Regions from separate parts of the Ovis aries genome. Here region 1 is linked to region 2. Evidence: chromatin contacts called from public Hi-C data. All regions are on one chromosome and are shown on one strand. The core of a region is the stretch at or near the end of the contact, and the rest is flanking DNA. Distances in the headings are between cores, read along the strand shown. Region 1 has its middle 170 kb from the start of CHL1. Region 2 holds the start of CHL1 (cell adhesion molecule L1 like).

Region 1 (3,347 bases), core at 252-2,751, 170 kb after region 2:
ACGGTGTTTACTATGATCAGTGCGTTCTCTTGAAAAAGAATACTGAGTGTTCTTTATCAGAGAGGCATAAATCATGTTCAGTTGTGTCTGACTCTGCAGCCCCATGGACCCCTGGACCCTGCCAGGCTCCTTTGTCCTAGGGATTCTCCCAGCAAGGCCAGGGGACACCTTGCTGTCTCACCACTCCCTCCTCCAAGGGATCTTCCTGACCCAGGGACTGAACCTGAATCTCCTGTGTCTCCTGCCATAAATGGAGCCTTAAAAAATTAGCTGAAAATGTTTCTATTCAAGAATCTGTTGAGGTTAATCAAATACTGTGTTAGTGAAATGACCAATTCAAAGGATAGCTTGCACCTTTCTTTTCTGAAGACTCACAGTTCCTCATATCACCTAAGAGCAGAAACTGTAAAATAAAATGCCAAAGTAAGACTATTAAGTAACAGAGCAAATACCTTCTCCTCACCCACTGATGAGCCACCTGTGTTCTTACTCTAAAGCTCTCTTAGTTTCAACTGCAAATTTCACACAGCAGAAATGAAGATTAAGGGGAGTGTTACTGGGACTTAAAATGGTTCTCACACAACAGAGAAAAAAGGAGTTCCATGGTGGAAAGAGAGCAAAGGCTAAATCTGTACTAGTTCCAGCCACTAGATTTCAAAGCATTTCCTGTGAACCCACAGATGGGTGCAGACCGCACACCACCCTCTCATGCTCGGATAAAGGTGTCGAGTTATGAACAGTCCGATGATGACAATGTCTAGCTTCTTACCCTTTTGTGCACACATACACACAAATGTAATTTGAGTTTCCCTGCCTACCCACCAAAATGCCACAAATATACACAGACATGCAAATCAAGAACATGTTCATGTACACAAGTACACATACCAGCACATACCTGTGCACACACATCACATGTGAACTGACCACAATGCACACTTACCCTCACACGTATGAATGTAAACACTTTGATACCTAGCACACAATGCATGTCCATGCACACACATACTTCATATAGACACACTCAAGCACACTCACACATACAACACACACACAAACGTGCAGCTAACATGAACACCAGCATGTACACAGAGGTGCACGGTCATGCCTTAGGCAAGAACCCATGTACACAGTAAGATGCACACATGGACCTAGACCCACACATAGATAGACACACATGTGCACAAACAGTAAGGAAGAAAACTCAGAAGATTCTAGAGAAATTAAATATATCCCCATTAAAAAGCTTGTCAATTTTTGTTATAAACAAGAGAAATGGGGGAAAAGGGGAAGTCAATACAAAGAGGATAGAATAACCAGGTTTTCTAGCCTCTGAGGCTTCCCTTTGCGGAATGGAGGTTGCCATTTTAATTAAAAAGGACACAGTATCAAAGCCATAGCAAGTGATGGTAGGTGTGTCTAACTCCAAAACGCTGGGTGGCACTGCTTAATCCTCTAGATACACAATTCAGTTCCCAGCAGAGTTGAGCAATTTGATCAGGGTCAGTAGGAACAGTAAACAGCAGAGGCTTGACTTACCTTTGAGCATGAACCGCGAGTCTACTCCCTTTAAGCTCACTTCAATATTTCATTTCATGAACAGGAAGGGGAAATGGACTTAACATAGAGATTTCTCCATTTAAAATTCTTTAAAATTTCTCATCATAGATTAGAAGTTTGACAGTGATGAGGTGCTTATAATTTATGTATGAATCTGTTGCTTTTTAAGTGTGCCCAGACACACATACGGAAAATGGAGAAGCGTGTTTTTATGTGGTGGTCTCTGCATGAACGATGTCCAGTTAGCACCCGGTACACTCTGAGGATTCCAACAGTGCTATTTTAAACACGAGTAAGAAAATATAAGTGAGGAAAAAAACCCAGTTTTCAATGCTCCATTTTACAACACATTCTACAAATAATTTTTGTGTGTAAAGAAAAAAGCCATTCTGTTGTCTTCTGTAGCTAAAGCACGATTCCTTACCGCCCTCTTGTGGTAATTTTAGAGAATGACGTTCGACAAAATCCCCCCACCTTCTCTTCACCTCCCACCACCATTGCTAATGATGACCCTCTACAGGCTTTTAGGGAGAACCACAGCAAACTGCTTGTATTTGACAATTTTTGTCCTATAAACGTGGTGATGTCATGTGTTGTGGTTCTAACCAGTCCTCTACTGATTGCCAGCATGTTTTCTGAATCCCCAGGATAATTCACATACCATATATTTGGGTTTGTTTTAAATTAGTGGAGAGCCTAAGCTACTCCATCTTGTAAAAGAACTGCATTTTGTAAAGTTCCAGGCAAACAGACTTAGACTTTGGATATTACCCAACCTTGCCCCACTGCTCACGAGCCAATCGGCCCTTAGGTTAAACCTCCTGACTTAACGTTCAGGAACTTGTGATTCACCTTGAAAGTAAAAACCAATCAGGAATCCACACACAACCCTATAGAAGAAGGTAACCAATCAGTTGTCCTTAAGCCTGAACACCCCCTTTTCACCCTTTTACCTGAATATTCCCTATATAAGCAGTGTAACCCAAAACTCGGGGCTCCTCTCCTTAGCCACTGCGTCGGTAACGGTGGGAGCCCCAGCTCGAGCTTGGTAATAAAAAGTCTCTTGCTTTTGCATCGGATACCGGCTCCCTGGTGGTCATTGGGAGATTTTGCGACCTGGGCGTAACATTAGAATTCCCTGTCTAACTGTAACAGTGAGCAGAACCACATTTTTATCAGTATCTACCAGAAGGACCTTCTGATCTGCTTAGAGCTGCTTCTCGCCCTCCGTTGTATTCTTGACCTCTGCTTTGTCCCTTTCATAAAGGTCCCTTCCTGCCTCAGCCAATATAGATCCAGTTCTTTGTCGCCCAGCTCAAGGTACCTTTCTTGGATATAACCAGCTTCCAGGAATCTGTGTCTGCTATGTTGATGGCCAAAATTAAAACCTAATAAATTACTTGCTCTATACTGCCTAAATCTTGAATATGCCCCACTCATAAAACCACTGATATCTAGCTCACAAATATGTTCTGAAGAAAGAATATCTCTCTGCTACTGATCTATGTGTCAAATGATCTAATTTTATCTATCTATCTTTCCATCTATCTATTTACAGTAGGTACAATGATGTTCCCCCAGAGATGTCCATGGCCTAATTCCCAGATATAGGAGTATGGTACCTTACATGGCAAAGGAAAATTAAGTGTGGTAATCAGCTAACCTCAAACTTGAAAGACTAACCATGATTATCAAGTTCTTCCAATGTGTCAGAGGAAGTCGTAAATGTAGAAGACGGAGAAAAAGACGGCAGCGGAAGTGTTCAGGCCAGCCTGCTCGCCTTGGAA
Region 2 (3,472 bases), core at 633-3,132:
AAGAGAAGACGCCTTATCTACTTAAATTAAGGATTAATTTATAATAACAGGAAACGGGGTCAGCAACCATAACTTTAGTGTTGATTACGCATCAGACGCTGAGCTAAACTGTTTACTGGAATTATCTTACTCCATTTGTTCAAAAACCCAAAAAAGAAGGTATTGATACTATCCCTATTATTTAAAAGGGGAAACTGAGGCAGGGGGTAAATGACTCGTCCGACACCACACATCTCAGAGCTATGAACCCACGTCAGTGCGGCGAGAGACTCTGCCTTGCACGAGCCCAGGTGGCTCACCAGTTGCCCACCTCCGCGCGCACGCGCAAACGTGCCCCCCACCTCGGGCGTTCCGTGAGCGCGCCATCGCGCACGCGCATGCCTGGCACCACTTGCCAGCTCTGGGGGCTCTTTGGGAGCTCCCCCACCCCGGCGGAGCTGAACCCCGGCGCCACTCGCGTATGGATGAACCTGTCTTCCTCCGCGCCTTGCCGCCCTCCGGTGTCACTACACACCTGCCTTCAGTAGCTCACCTCCTACCCCTTCGCCGCCCGCCCTTCGGCTGACAGCCTGACCACCCAACCCCGCGCTCGCCCCAGGATGCGACTCGGGGTGTGGGTACCTGAGCCCTCGCGGTGGCGGCTTCTTCAGCCCCCGGCTTTTCGCAGAAATTCCTCAGTCCTGCCCCCGGCTGAGAAAGTGAGGCTCGCAGTGAGCAAGCGGAGTGGGAATGAAGGGGCTGGCTGGTGTTCCCCAGCTTCCCGGCTCCAGTCCCAGCTCTCCAGATTAATCACTTTCTCCCTGCTCCCCCCAACCCCCACGCACATTCTCACTCAAAAAAAGAAGGGAGGGAGAGAGGCACAAAGAGGAAGAAGGGACCATCCGTGACTGGCATCTCGTAGCTCCCCCAGCTCCGCTACCAGGGAGCCATGGCAACCACGCCCCCGACCTGCCCCCTCATCCCCTCGGTGGTCTGGGGAGGTGGAGCCCCTAACCCTCCCGGTTTTCTCGTCCCCCACCCCCGCCTCACCGACCCAGGTGTCCAAAATCTCCCTTTTCAAGCTGACGGCGCGTATCAAACCTCACCGGCATGTGTAATCGTCCCTTGAGAGTGAGAGCATGACAGTGGGGCGGCTGTGTTGGAGAGAGAACTGAGCCCTCCGACCCAAGAGATGGTAGTGGGTAGGGAGGCGTCATGCCAGGACTGACCCTCAAACCCAGCTGGACTTCGCAGCCCCCACCCGGGTGAGGCTGGAATCTCCAGGAGGGTCTGGAATCCCCTCCAGAAGGTAGCAAGAGATGCAGGTAAGGGAGGCTGGAGAAAAGACAGAGTCAACCTACCTACCCGTGACCAAGAGGAGAAAGTGGGAGCTGGAGGATTCGAGGAGCCGCTTTACTCCTTCCCACCAACCAGAACCTCCTGAATCCAGCCTCGGCCACCAGGGGGCGGGGCTGGGAAAGGGGGTGTCTCTAACTGGCTGAAGGCTGAGGGAACCTCGGACCACCCTACTTTGTGCAATGACGGAGCCCTGACTACGCACCATCACCGACCCACCATGGGTTGAATCCCTCCCCGCTGGAGCAAACCCATTATCCTCCTTCGATCTCGCTCAGAGTTGGGGAGCTCCCCGGGGCTAACAAGACAGAAGCACATTAACCATAGCCCCCACCTCCCACCCCCAGCACACCTGAGTCGCCCCCAGTACCAGATCCGTTCTGTACCTTCCTTCGAGGAAACCGCTCCTTTAGGCTGGCTTGGAGCGGGAGAAGGGCGTGGAAGTCCAGCAGCTCCCAGCGGATGCACGGGAGTTTCTCGCCGGCAGCTCCCGGCGGATGCACGGGAGTTTCTCGCCGGCAGCTCCCAGCCGATCTGCACGCGGGTCTGCCCGCGGAGAGGCCGCCGCGCCCCTCCCACCGCCGGCAGTGGCCGCGAGGACGCGGACCTGTTCTGGCTTGCTCTCGGATCCACACCCTCCCGGCAGAGGGAGGCTCGCGCAGCTCCTCTCTGCGGTGGTTCTGCCCACCCACCCCACACCCACGCCGCTTATTCCCCCTCCCTTTCCTCGCTCCCTTGGGACAGCGAGAGTTTCAGGCTTAAGACTTTTATTTCACGGTGAAAAGCAAGGGACGAAGCCCAAACTTTGCTCGCCATTTTCTACGTCTATGGTTAAAAGAGGTAGGATCTGCCCCTTTTATCTGCAAAAGAGAAATTTTAAAGTCCGTCTGCCTTCTGATAGCTCCACTCAATACATATTCCAGACACAGGTCGCCAGTCTGGTTTTCTCCCAGAGCTGCATGTTGGAGGGGTGTGGTGCCATGGACCTTTTTTTTTTTTGCTATCATTACTCATTTAGAGGCGTGATGAGGCTTGCTATCTAATTTAGAAATGATGCTACTTCCGTAAACTGGCAAATTATTGGTATTGGAATGTATGCACCTTCTTCTGTTACCATTTTTTAATTGTCCTATTACTTATGATCAATAATTTTATCACATTGTTCCTTAACATTTTTTCCTACTTATTCTGTATTAATTCACTAATGAATTAATCAATTATAAAATAGAAAAAAGTCTTGGGTACTTATTTCCACTACAAAAGGCCACTTCTGTTGCCTTATTAATTCCCCCCAGAAATGCAATTTTTATTTGAAGTTTCCAAAATTAATCTGGGAAAGTTACAATCTTTGCAGTATAAAGTGATTTTTTATACCCCTTTCATTTTTTCCCTCACCATAATCGTATTTTCCAAAAATTTCACACAGTACCACTTTTTAAAAAAATTTGTTGAATTTAAGTTCTCTTTGATGGTTAGAGAATCATTGACTTCTAAGTTTTACTCTACTAAGGCAGTGAGATTGACCTTACAGTCTGGTTTTGTCCATTGAACAATGAGGGCATTTAGAGATGTGAGCCCCCCTCAGAGTTGGATGCCGCTATAGTGAGCAGCAAGGGGAAGGCAACTCAGGATTCTGCTTCAGAAGCAACTGAATAAAATATTTTGAAAATGAATAAATGGACTTCTAAATTTTAATAATTGCTAACCTTGGAGCTCCAATTCTGTCAGTTCATGTGTGGGCATGGCTCTTACTGACTGTGTGGCAAATTGCAAATGCAAGTGAGGGCAGGATATGTCCTGAGTTTAAACTGAACTGCTGGAGTAATTTCTTTGCCTGAGGCGTCATTATTCACATGGCATGTTTTCTAAAGTAGAAACAAAGATAAAATATTGAATAAAATTCCGACAGGGAAAGTACTGTATCTGTAAGAAAACATTTCAGAGGTCAAGAAGACACAAAGCTAAGTTGATCTCCTGAGTATCTCACCTTCTTGTAAGCATCTGCTGAGCAGAAGACTCAGAACTCCAACCTGGTCAGAGCAACAGAGTACTGAAACCTATTGCTCTTCTTTGCTTAATGGTATGTTTGCTTGACATTTGGATTCCTATTTAAAAAAAAAAAAATGTTTGTTCAGCA

The links. Hi-C and Micro-C count contacts between places; a contact is called where the count stands out from the background.
Region 1: a contact with region 2 is called in a Hi-C map of liver, with 4 times the contacts expected there. The contact joins the enhancer-like site here to the promoter of CHL1 in region 2. A contact is called at or near these places in 5 of 16 Hi-C or Micro-C datasets (hypothalamus, liver, skin fibroblasts and 1 more).

The regions. Positions count from the first base shown.
Region 1 is chr19:26,412,325-26,415,671 of ARS-UI_Ramb_v3.0, forward strand. No RefSeq gene overlaps it. Among named protein-coding and RNA genes, the nearest start is that of CHL1, 170 kb to the left of the region's middle. Within about 2 kb of position 1,502, at least 2 of the 54 cell types and tissues checked have an H3K27ac peak or open chromatin away from gene starts, as enhancers often do. A contact at or near this core is called in liver, where this site is marked.
Region 2 is chr19:26,240,464-26,243,935 of ARS-UI_Ramb_v3.0, forward strand. It overlaps CHL1 (cell adhesion molecule L1 like), which reads right to left and starts at 1,883. Exons shown (of 26, transcript XM_060402885.1): 1 at 1,722-1,883.